2 separate regions of the Mus musculus genome follow, and region 2 is linked to region 1. A link is a contact called in public ChIA-PET data. All regions are on one chromosome and are shown on one strand. Each heading gives the region's core, a stretch centred on a gene start, on an enhancer-like site or on the middle of the called end of the contact. The rest is flanking DNA. Distances are from core to core; before and after follow the strand shown.

Evidence for each region. ChIA-PET counts read pairs in DNA pulled down with a chosen protein or histone mark.
Region 2: a contact with region 1 is called in an RNA polymerase II ChIA-PET map of memory CD8 T cells, with 7 read pairs. The contact joins the promoter of Cd96 here to the promoter of Phldb2 in region 1. A contact is called at or near these places in 1 of 39 promoter capture datasets (pre-B cells), 2 of 484 Hi-C or Micro-C datasets (the HL-1 cell line and ventricular fibroblasts) and 1 of 115 datasets of contacts at active chromatin or transcription factors (memory CD8 T cells).

Annotation. Positions count from the first base shown.
Region 1 is chr16:45,842,926-45,849,384 of GRCm38.p6, forward strand. Phldb2 (pleckstrin homology like domain, family B, member 2) reads right to left here and starts at 1,453. Exons shown (of 18, transcript NM_153412.4): 1 at 1,283-1,453.
Region 2 is chr16:46,116,784-46,123,476 of GRCm38.p6, forward strand. Cd96 (CD96 antigen) reads right to left here and starts at 3,465. Exons shown (of 15, transcript NM_032465.2): 1 at 3,249-3,465; 2 at 903-1,256. The coding sequence starts at 3,309.

The DNA.
Region 1 (6,459 bases), core at 203-2,702:
TAAATGGCACATTTAAGGTTCAAATGGCACCAAGCATGTTCTGTTAAAATAGTAGACCACTCTAAAGGATTATTTACCTCAGACCCAATGAATGTGTTGCTAGCCTACCAGGAACTAAGAATTCAAGTGCTCCGAGGGCAAACGTTTAACCCTATGAAACTGTGAACCATATTTGGAACCTTCCATCTAAATTCAGTCGTTTGAAGCCCAGAGGAAAAATAATCTCAAACACACAAGTGAAGCCCAAGTTAGAAGCTTTGTTACAAGCGTCAGAGTTGAACATTTACATCTGTAATTTACATGTTCATACACTGGAGGGGGAAACGTGTGAATATTTACACTAACGGACTCCACATTTTATGTCTCTACTAGACTTACCCTCACAGCTCTGACTGGCTAGGAGACTAGCTGTGTATCCTAGAACACTTGAGATACCACAAAAGGAAGACTTCTAGGGAAGAGGGCTGGGCCGGACGAAAGGATTTCCAGTCTTGGCTAGTCCACATAAAAGACTGTGGGAATCTTCCCTCTTTGAAGTGAGAAAGGTAAAAGAGGAGCCTCTGGAAGGAGGTTGGACTTATAAAGCTCTTTTAAACAGGAAACCCCAATCCGGGAAGGGACAGCCCGTCAGCCTTTTAATTTCCTGCCGGTGGCGGGAGTTAGCTAAGTCCTCCCCGCTTCCAGTGCTGCTGGCAAGGGTGAAGTTACTGAGCGCACCAAGCCAGAGTTCAGCAGGCTCTCTGAGCGGCTGAAGCAGAGGGTCGAAATGCTACCCAGAGTTGCAGCTGCTATCACCACAGAGAAAGAGACCATCACGCCCTCAGTGTGGGATGATAGGGAAACCATAACTGAATCACAGTCAGGAGCTCCTGGAAAGAATCTCGGTCCGGAGGCTCGCCGTGCAGCCTCATTCTAGAAACAAAGTACAACTAGAAGCCGATTTCAGAAAGGTCCTATCTGAGTCCCGTACTCCTCAAGATCCAGCTGTGGATCTTCTTATCCCCGGAATCCAGATCTCTGTCTAAGCAATCCAGACTTTCCGCAAAAGTTGCCTTCGGGACCCTTAATTAAATCCTGCCTTTTCGACCCAATCACTCACGAAAACCTCACCCCTACTGGACACCCCTTCCCCACAATGCCTCCACCCCGCATCGCCGTGCACAATGGAGGACAGAGCACTCTAGGACTGTAAGGTTTAGGCTTTGCGGACCCCTGCCCGGGCTTTTGTCTCTACAGCCTGCAAGGGAAGCAAAGAAAATCTGCGCTCAGGGCGCCCACTCACCAGCTCATCTTTCTCTGGAACTGCAACTCTCTCCTCGGGTCCCGCTGCCCTTGGGCCTGTCCCTTGCCTCCGCCCTCCCTCTCTCCCTGTGTCCTAGTCCGGTCCCCGCCGCTGCCGCAGGCTGCAGCCAGACCCTGCCGCCGCACACCGCGCACTCCGGGCGCCCCTCCCGGTGGGGGCGGCCACCGCCTCCTCTCCGCCCCCGACCTCCGCAGAGAGACGGGCGGCTACCAAGTCGGCTGAGGGGGAGGCTGTGTCCCCAAGGAGCCACCAGGGTGCGCAAAGGCAATGCGGGCCGGCTCCTCCAGGCCCTCTGTAGCCCACTACTCACCTGGGGCGATAAGGTGGCCGAATGCAGGCGGCCACAGAAGGCAGGCACCCTGGGTGCTCTGTGTCACACTCAGCAGAGCCCCTCGGCCCGCGGTGGTGGACTCCTCGAAGCTCCCTCCTGGTCCCGACCCGAGTTTCGAGGCACCGCAGCGGATCCTTGGAGTTCCCAGCTAGGAAGTCCTGGAGCCTAGGTTCTTAGGGAGCTAAGCTGCTGCTGCTTTTACTGCGTTTGGAGTGGCCTGGCCACTCGTCACATCTCTAGGCTCCACTTTCTCAAAGCTACGTTCGCAGCTATGTGCTAGAAACCTTTGTTGTTGGCTTTCTTTTCTTTTCTTTTCTTTTCTTTTCTTTTCTTTTTTTTTTTTAAATAAGGTGGAAATGGGACGAGAGAACACAACACGTCCTGGAGTGCGATTTCCTCCCCAGGACGAAGTTTCTGCTCTGTGAAACTCCAGGTGACTTCACCATAGACTGCTCTCCCCAGGGCAGGTTTACCTGATGCGTCAGAAAAGCAGCTGTGCCAAATGGCAATGGAACCGCCTGGGGTCAGGGCTGGAATCAAGCAGATTTAAAACTCCGTGATACTGATTGCCTTGGAGGGATGTCTCATAAAGGGTTCTGCATTTTCCAACACATTTAACATAACCAGTGGAAGCAATATTAACGTGAACGCCTTTCAGCCTTGCTTCCCTGAGCAGCTAGTCTGTCTTGACGCATGCAAATGTGGATGTTTGTAAAGTTCTGCCCCAGTGGGGTTAAGTCAAAGAAAGACAAGAACCTTGGAGGAACTCGCAAGGTCCAGGACCGGCAAGCTCTTTAATAACAATATGGCCCTAGCAAATTGTTTTAGCTACCACCAAGGATGTCTTCAAGGCTGTAGCAATAGCAACAGGGGTACTAGTGTAGGTACTTCCAGTAGTTAATAAACCTATGCTTCATCTATACACAATGCCTTTAGCTGTGAGAACACGCACTAATAAAATGCATATTTAAAATGTTTTATTGAGCAAAAGTATGACTTTTAAGATTAAATAATGTTTACTATTTATTCCTGCGTGTGCTTTGGTGCATGTGTGTGCACGTGAATCCAAGTAGGAAGGGAAAGCAGAAATGGCCATGAGCCACTCCACAAGGGTTTTGACAGCCAAACTCAGATCCTCTTCAAAAGCTAGACAGCTCTTTGCTGCCAAACAACCTCTCCAGCCCCGAAATTTTGACTTCTAATTTCCATGAGAACCACTCCTATAAGGATGATTTGTGTTTTAGAGCATTCTCAACGCACCACCTCGGTATCCCACGCTATTAAATTCACATGACTTACACCCCATCCTTTCACCTCATCTCCATCAACTTAAAATCATTTATCCCATCTCAATGAAAGGAAAGACACTCTTGAGCCACTTGCCTCTCCATACACTTACCTGTTTAACTATAGCAAAATGATGGCCAATTGTTACAAAAAGCTATCTCAACTCTCTGCCTTCCCATATACTCCAGTCAGAAGTTGCCTTTATTGTATTCCCCTGAGCTTAAATTATGCAACTGAAAAAATTGCTTCTTCCCAGGTATGGTGGTACGGGACAATAATTCCAGCTCTTGACCAGTTGATGCAGGATGATCAAGAGTAGCGTGCAGGCTTGGGTCTCTTAACCAGTTAGGACCAGCCTGAGCTATGTAAAGCCTGACTCAAAACACCAAGGGCTGACTGTGGAAATCAATATGGTGGCTCCTCCAAAAGTTGGGAATCAATCTACCTCAAGATTCAGCTATATCACTCTTGGGCTTATATTCAAAGCTATATCACTCTTGGGCTTATATTCAAAGCTATATCACTCTTGGGCTTATATCCAAAGCTATATCACTCTTGGGCTTATATCCAAAGGACCATCCATCCTACCACAAGGACGGTTGCTCAACTATGCTTATTGTGGCTTTATTCATAATAGCTGGAAATCGGAAGCAACATAGATGTTCCTAGCCAAAGAATGGATAAAGAAAATGTGGTACAGTAATATAATGGAATATTACTCGTTTGTTTTAAAAATGACACCATGATTTGCAGGCACATGGATGCTACTAGAAAAAAAATCATCCTGAGTGAGGAAACTCAAACCCAGAAAGGTAAAGATGGCATGCATTCACTTATAAGTGGATATTAGCTGCTAAATAAAGGATAATCAAGCTACAATCTATAGGCCCAAAGAGTAGGTAAAGGGGAGGGCTCTAGGTGGGTAGCATGAGTATCCCCAGGAAGGGGAAATAGATTTGGGGGTGGCCTGGGGACTTGTGGGGGCAGGAGTAGGGGGATCAGGCTGGAGTGCACCAAGAGCTGGCTGTGTCTCTCAGCATTAGCAAGTTCCATCACTATTCTCTCAGCACGGGGGCAGGGTGGGGGTGTGCATCTCACTCCTCAGTAGCAATTACCAGCTGATCCTTAGCTCCCTTTTCTCTTCCTTTTTCTTCTGATCTAAGCACTGACTACCCAGAATTCAGACTCTGGACCTAGTTTCAGTCTAGGGGCTTCCACTGGTGCTATCACTCTACCCCCACAGAACTAAGTCCCATCATGAGTTGACTCTCCACAAACTTTGCACCCACCCCAACCCACGCCTCCCGAATCCCAGACCCCTGGCAGCAGCCCACATGGATGCCTTCTGACCACGTATTTACCATTTCCAACACTGATTCCCTAAAATCTCTTCCTCGGTCTCCAGCCACTCTTTTCCAACTGCAGTCTTCCTCCTATTGGGTCTAAAACCTTACGTCATCCTTGAATTTCTTTTCTCTCCAACTCATCAGAAAGACCTTTCTGCTCTTATTGAAATCAGCACAGATTTCAGCTGCTTGCTACCACACTGTTTATCTCAGCTAGAGCTCACCTGCCATACTGCCTTGACTTACCCTTGCCCTGTTCCAGTCTTTGCTCTCTTACCGGATAGGGTCAACACAGAAGCCAGGATGATGATTGTAAAAGATTAGGCAACACAACTACTCCTTTCCCTACAATTCTGCGGTGACCCTGCTCAGTCAAAGCAAAAGCTGAATCCCATGTGCTGGCCTAGGAGGGCATTGCTGAGCTAGGCTTCCCTCCCAGTGCCTCCTGCCTCTCTCACTCAACTCTTGATGCCCCCGGTATCTCTTATTATCTCTCACTCTCCTCAACATCTCTGCATTAGATTTCCAGAGACTTGTGCATCTGCCTCAGGAACCCAGAGCTTGCTCCCTCTGTTCCAGGCTCCCCGCCCTTCCCCATGCATCGTATAGAGCGGCCCCTCACTTCCTTTGCTCAGATTTAACCATGTTGCTCAGGCCTTCCTGGACCATTCTGCTAAACGTTTAAGATGAACTTGCCTTTCCAATATCTTTTCTTTAGTTTATAATTGTAATTTGTATTCTAACCGTTGTTACTGTAACAAATATCTGAGATAAACTCATTAAGAGAAAAGGTATTCTGGGCCCATGGGTTTAGGAGGTTTCAGCCAAGCTGCTTTATGTCTGTGATAAGGCAGCACACACCCATGTAGAAGACAAGAACTGCTTATCCCATCCTAGGGAACAAGAGAGTGGGGTTGGTGGCTGATAGTACTAATTCTTCCCTCACTTCCAGCTTCATTTTTTTTTGTCGTTTCATTATTTTGTTTTTTTGAAGACACAGTTTCTCTGAGTAGCCCTGGCTGTCCTGGGAATTGCTCTGTAGACCAGGCTAGCTCAAACTCACAGCAATTTGCCTCCCTCTGCCTCTGGAGTGCTAGAATCAAAGGTGTGTACTATCATGCCTAGCTCACTTGTTTTCTCTTTTTGTTTTTTGTTTGTTTGTTGATTTTTAAACATTAAGACAATGTATTACCATCTCAGTGGCTGGCCTAGAACTTGCCATGCAGACCAAGCTGGCCTGAACTCAGAGATCGGGATGACTCTGCCTCCAGAGTGCAGGAATTAAAGGCATGTCCCACAGTGTTGGGCTTAGAGTTTCACTTTAATCTTAAATTTACCATCTCCTCCTAACAGTATGGTAAGATGATGACCCAGCCTCCCACAGAAGGGCCTTTAGATAATACTCCAATACTAATACTAGATGTAAAGTGTAGAAATCACAAAGTGTACTCCTAAATTATGTTAGCATCTGCTTAGCCTTACTAGAATGGGAGTTCTAGACAGACAGATGTTTATCTTTTTCCCCTATGCTATATCACTAAAACACCTAGAACGTTGCCTGTCATGAGTTCACATATATGATGAATGATGGCTTTGATCCAGTGCTTATAGATGTTTCCCTGACTGAAACATGCTAACCAATATACTCAACCTAGATAATTATTCTCTAATGAATTTGCCTACTAGCACAATATACATTCAGTAGGCAATATTTAAGTTGCTAGTATTCAGGCCGAAATAAAACATCACAGATATTTATTATAAACAGCATTTACTGTCTGGATCATTCTTCTAAACACTTTATGGTCTTCAGACGTTTCATTGTGTTGCTGTGTTGCTGTGTTCGCATGGTAAGGGAGGAACTGAGGCACAGAGAAGCCAAGCTCCCATAAGTATTTCAGTTAGTATAGGCTAGAGTGCAGGCAGCAGGTTTGGAGAGTGCTCCACCCTTAAATGCCACTGTACCCCACCTCATTTCTAGTATGAATACTATCAGAGGAATGTCTGCCGAGTGACTAATTCCTAATCAGTAGACAAAAACTAATGTCCACTGTCCTGCTGTCTCCGATGATAACTACATTCCTCAAAGGCCAGAGGGTCATTTTATTCGCATTTATGTGAATCACACACTGGGGCTTGGAAGATATGGAAAGGGGCTACCAGAAAGTACTTACTTAATGTGGATTTTCAAG
Region 2 (6,693 bases), core at 2,215-4,714, 280 kb after region 1:
CTCTTAGCAAATATCCAAACTCACTTTTGTAAATTCACTCAAAAAGTCACTCTACTTCCTTCATCTTGTACCCAGCTGCTGGCACCACTGTGCAGGTGTGCACAGCAGAAGTCCAGTGTTGCCTTCTGAGTGTCTTCCTTCTTCACTCAGTGTCCTTGTCCTACATCCACTCTATGATCAAGTCATGTGTAGTCTATACTCAGTATGTAAAATGTATATGTTCCCTTTCATATACCAGACTGCCATTTCATTTCATCTGGACAGCCAAAGTTGATCTTCTAATCTTTTCCCATCATCTTTTCCTTGTCCACTGTAAGGACATTCTCCAACTGAAGCCAGGGTCATCTCTTTATAACATGAACACAAACTACAAATGTCATCTTAACTTCTTGTTGAAAAAAATTGCATTTCTTTTTATGATTCTTATGTAGAAGTCATAGCTTTGAACATAACCAACAAAGTCTGGCATGATCTCGCCTTCGCTGTGCCTCTACTGTACTCACATATTCCCATTTTCTTAAACTTTGCAAAGCATTTCCCATGGCTGTCCCCACCCCATTTCTAGCTCACTCACAATGGCCCACTTCTTCTAAATTGCAGTAGTGACTATTCACTCCTCATTCTTCAATTTAGGTGTTTCTCAGTGACCATTTCCCTGGACTCTGCTATGCTCTCAACTATCGTAGTTCTTGTTATTAACGCTTACCACTGTTACAACTTCACATTTACCTGTATCATTATTTGATCAGTGCTACTTCCCTTATTAGACAGTGTTTCTTTCTGCTAGGTCTTTGTGTGTTCAATACCAAATGTAGACAGTGTCTGCTGTCTTCGTGTATTCACTAAATGAATGAAAGGTTCATGAAAGCAGAGAAATCGTTCCGTGGGAAGTTTATACTCACAGGGTTCCACAATGAGGTTGTAGACTGTAGTCTTGATGCCTTCTGGATACAGAGTAAAGATGCACTCATACTTTCCACCCAGGGCAGAAGAGATATTCCTTAAGTACAGAGTCCAATTTGTTACACCCTTCTCAGTTTCTGTGGCAGCCACTTGTGACTCACAGGCATGCTCCTGCCCACAGTAGAGGCCATATTGGGGATGATAAAGAGCAATCATGTCATTCTTATCTGTGACCTTGGACCACTGCATCTGTACCAAGAAGTTTTTCTCCTTTGTTTGGCAGGTCAAGTTGATGTCAGAACCAGGTAGAGCATACACGTCATCTCCAACATTGAATAGCTCTTCCCACACTCCTGGAAAGGAAAGATGTGAATAATTAGTTTGCGTTATTCCCCTGGGGTGCCCCTATAGGTTGCACACTGTGTGTGTGTGTGTGTGTGTGTGTGTGTGTGTGTGTGTGTTTAAGATAAGTAGAAGAAATTGTTGACACATGCCTATTTCTGTTTGTTGGTCTGTCCAAAAAGTAACTGAGGGTCACTGATGGTGAATAAAATTAAGTATCTTTGAAGACTGATATTTTATTATGTTTTTACCTATATGTACGAGTATCTGTCTGTTTGTGAATATGAATGCAAATGCCCACAGATCCATCATGAACTGGAATTACAGCTGGATATGAATTGCCAGATGTGGGCACTGGAACCAATCTCTACAAGTGCAGCAAGTGCTCTTAATTGCTGAATTCCCTCTTCAGCCTCATAACTTAAGTCTGTTTAAAGACAGAAGTGCCCCAGCAAACTTAGCATGAAGTCGTTAATACACATGCTTACTGTTGACCTTTCTGCATCTACATATATAATAACTAGTCTAAGTATAATAGTTTTCTTTTCAAACTTTATTTGCAAGTCTGTTATAATAAAGTGGGCTTTTATTTTAAAATATTATGTGTTTATAAGAGGCTTTTATACGTGCTATCTTTTAAATCTTCATGCTTCATAAGATAATATTATTAGGCTCCCTTATCAAAAAGGAAAGAAAAGCAGTGAGAAATGAAGTAGAGCATTCAGAGATGGACTCCCTTAAGAGAAGATGAATTCTCTTCACAATCAGTCACATCTGTAGTTTTCCTTTAGCATTAACTTCGCAACTCCAAACTGCTTCCTACATTCAGTCTGGCTGAGTAGAATAAGAAACTTGACATTCTCTCTGAGGATGAAGGGACCTTCATCTCCATGTAGTTACATCTCCCAAGGAGAAAGGAGCAGGTGCCTCAGGTAAATGTTCCCTAGGGTATCATCTCTAACCAGCTCATGAAACGCTAGATATGAAAGGTTCTTTCTCCCATCGGCAACCTGACTGCATGGTACAGACCACTCAAAATTTGTTCAGCACTGGGCCTTTGATATGTCTTCAGAAATGCTTCAGATGCCCTTTTCAAATTTACCATCACAGAAGTAATACATTACTGGGACAAGTCCCCCAGAGCTCACAAGGGAATAGATAAAAAGACAGCAAGCTGCTAAGAAGAAACAAAGACACTTGATGGATAGGAATTATTATACGTTTGTGGATGCACAGAGTTTGTGTAGACAGAGGTTATACATCTGAATGTAACTCCCCAGGAGTGACCCTTCAATAACATGCATCCGAGCCTATCTGGATCACCAGTTCCAACGTGTCTTTGATTCAGAAACTCTAGCGATCTTCATTGCCATGCATAGCTCGGGTTTTCAGCACGAATCTTGTATTGCGGGGTTCAGAACTAAGCTTTCCTCCTTCCATTTTGAAATGGACCTTTTAGGTTTCATTTCCCATGGTCATAAAGGGCTCCCCTTGGCTTTGCAAGGTACTCCTTGTATGTAACTGAGTTAGGCTTAACATAAATCCAACCACTAATGACATTAGTATTAGGGAGGAGAGACACTTGTTTGTTAATTTGAAAAGAAATGCCTGAGAGAGGATTAAAAGCTGAGCAAGGCTTTCTGACCACGGACATGATTATAGGGTGTCTTAGTTTTCTGCCGTTGTCTTTATAATGATCCAGGAACATTTCCTCTCCAAGACACACAATTTTCCCATAATTCAAGACTCTTTGAAGAGGAGAAATGGTAAAGAGAGACAAGAGCAATGGCGCTGTTTGTTTCCTCCTTAGGTTTTGTGCTCATTAGGAATCCTGTATCGACTCTAGCATCTTTCCCGTAGCTGCCACTTAAGCAGCTAACTGACAACCTTAGCAACAGCTTGTCCTTCAGTGATCGACTCCTGCAGCAGTCTTGAAGCATTTCAAAGGAGCAAAGGGTCCCTAAGCAGCCATCTGAAAAGACCAGCGTGAGCGGAAGTCTTACCCCTGAAAAACTGTATCTGGATGATGGTGTAAACAACACAATATGTCCATTTTCTCCCCATTGTCTCCCGAAGAGCTCACGCCAGCATTTCTGTAATGATCACAGGAGGCGATTGCTGTTTCTAGCTAAGCAAACGCTAGCCACCCTATTCGTGCTCAAAAACCTCAACTCTACCACAGGGTTGGGGCTGTTGATCGCTTGGCAAGTCCCCAGGAAATGAAATGCAGACAGGAAAGTAGTGTGGTTCAGGGCTAAGTATAACCTTCACAAGAACAATGTGGAAACTGTTCTCTGAAACCTTGCGCCTGTCTCACCTTTAAAAGACGCTTCCATATCCCAAGATTCTCTCCTTCAGTTTCTTTGTCAGTCAAGCTGCTTCTAAAATCGAAACAAAGGAAACTGTGCAGAGAAGTCCCCTTGTGCTTTTTATACATTTCCTTTCAAGAGCACAAAGTCCTTTAGCAAACACGAGCTTGCTGCCTCTTGTAATAGCTTTTCAGTCCAATCATAAGATATATTTTCTTTCCTGAATAGCCCCAGGGTGAAAGAACAATGGTTAACATATTTGATTTTAATAAACCCTGAAGAATAACTGGGAGTAATGTCAGCTATCCAACTGAATTTATTGTCTAGTTCCTTGTAGGTAAATCCACATTTCTGTGGAGGGGAGAAGTTAGGGGGTCTTTCCTACCCTTTGTCCTTACCAGTTTGGAGACCAAATGGGGAAATTGCTCACTGTCACAGCTAGGAGGCGTTTTAAATGAAGGTCTAAGAGCTTTATCTGGCTAATCCAAAAACCATAAAGAACTAAACTACACAGAGTGTCGGTGGGTATGTTAAGTCAGGTGGTCCTGATGACTTTTCCAGGGAGGGTTAGCAATTCAGATCCTTGAAGGGAGGACAGGAAGTGATGTAACTGCTCAGGGCATCTTTCTTCATCGCAGCTGGGAATTCTGTTAAGTCAGTGATGGGACTTAATAAAGCCTTCCAGGAGATGTGTTAGAAAGACTCTGATCTGTGACTTGGTGTCCCTATTAGACGAAGACAGATTATATACTTGGAGAGGAACTTTGTCACCTCTTACTACACCTGTTGTAAAACTGCAATAAAAACCCCAATTTACTGAATTCTTACTTGGAGTACTTAGACTCTTACTGCATTAAAATGAGGAAACTTTTAAAAAGAGAGCAGGAGAATGCCTCATTAAGACGAGAGAGTGTGATTTTTCAGAACTAGAGGTTCACTGTTCACAGAATCCCTGCCTTTTGCTAAGGTGGTTTATTAGAGGCACTTGGGTGTCGGTTGGTCCAATCTGTCTTAGCTATTTATTTGATTCATGGTTCATGATTCTAATACCTAGGAATTTCTGTGGCCTGAACCCATCAGATTTTTACTAATTTTCCCTTGGGATCCATCTAGACTCTTAGAGAAGACACTTCTCAGATGGCTGTGCCACACACGTTGAATGCATCTGTTATTCTGAAGTGGCAAGACCCAAGTGACAGCCCCTCCATGGCTGCCTGCTTGCAGCAGGTGGCAGCAACAGCCTGCAGACCAGAATGGCTATCCCAGGTGGTGGGAATGGCCCCCACAGCTTTTCTGTCTTGGTAATATTTTCTAAAGGCCCTTTCAGCAGGGGGATAGGCATTCTCTGTACTTAAAAATAACTCTTCTATGAAGCCATATCAATCTTTCCTGTTATCCTCTCTGCTCACCAAATCCCAAACCGCACAGCCTTTCTTCTGCCTGATATTCCAGCCTGCTGCATATGAAACAGAAGCTGTCAGTTTCACAATGTGAAGAGCAACCTTGAACTTCTTGAACTTCTGAGACAAATGCGATTATTTACAAAGGGGAGCTAGAACACACACACATTCATTTCTGCTAGAGAAGCAAGCCAGGACTGTGTTTGGACAACGTTTTTAAACAGTCTATGCAAATTACTCAATTCGAAGAAGATGCTTTGAGAAGTGGAAAGGTGAGCAGGAGGTAAACCCCCCCCCCCTTTTTTTGTGGTTCTACAGTGATCAATTCAAATATAACTAGATTTTTTTTTTTTTTTACCTACTCACATAAATTACTTGAAGTGTTAGGCTTTGTGAGCAGTTCCCAGTGTGCTTGAAAACACAGCACTCAAGGATTCGGTTAATTAAAAAATATTTATTGTGACCTTTCAGGGATCACTAAAGACATACATCTCTAGGTCATTTTAAATATAATGGAAAAATCATGGGCTTTCTTCTCCAGAAACCTGACATTCTGCTTGACATTATTCTCAGGAAAGAGAATCCTCCTGTGTCACAAAATGAAACAAACCAAGCTAAAGTTACACCCAGGTAATAAATAACTCTCCCTTGAGAGACAAAGGACATGCAGGAGAAAAGGGGGAGAGGCCTAGGGAGGGAGTGGCCAGGATCCTCTCAAGTATGGAATCTGAGTTTGGCCTTATGCTACAGAAGTCATCCTGGAAGAGACTGTTGAATGAGTTATTCCAGCAGAGGAAGTAGGAGATACCAACACTTGGGAGCCCTAAAGTTCAAGGCAGACACTGTGTGTGTGTATATGTGTGTGTGTGTGTGTGTGTGTGTGTGTGTGTGTGTGTGTGTGTGTGTGTAAACTGTTTGAGGCAGTTGCTGGATGAGAAACAAAGCTACAGAGAAGCAAGTTTGTAATACAGAGAACTTTCGAGTCCAGACTAGAAAGCATGGCTTCTCTTCTTCACTTGGAAATTAACATAGGTCTGGTTTTGTTGTCTTGTGTTTGTTTGTTTTTCTAGAATTTGCATAATGTGATATTGTTTTATCATAAAGAAACATTGAAAAGATGATCCAGATGTCCATGGGCAAGGTGAGTGAACGAAAGATAAAAAGGGAGAGTGCATTGAGTTTGTATAAGAATGGGTTCTGCAATAGTCGAACTTGGGTAGAGGAGGAACTCAAGGAACCCCAATCCTCAATGCTGAAGTATTTGCTACTGAGAGATTAAGAGAGATGGAGAGTCATTGCATTCTGTTGTGTGCCCACTGGTGACCTCACTGAGCACCAATAGATAGGTCCAATCAGTCACAACGATGGTCTTGGTTAAACTGTGGGTCACAGAACAAAACCAAAGTCAAGAATCTAGGAAAAGGACAGGTATGGAGGGGGTTGTTAGGAATTGGAAGACTATAAAAGAAGGGGAGAGAAAGTGATCAGAGTATATTGTTTGCATGTATAAAATTGTCAAAGAACATAATCAATTATTCTGATTTTTTAAAAACGGAGGCAGAAGACCTGTTTAGAATTTCTTTATTCTTGGAGCTGTAGGAAAGTGCCTGCTGGTGGGCAGTGCTGTTCACGGTGTAAGGGCAGCATGGCCTTTACCAAGAAAGGAGAGATACAGTATACATGATAAGTCACCCTGATTGCTCTATCCACAATACTCAGAAGAGTCATGAGTCTGAAAC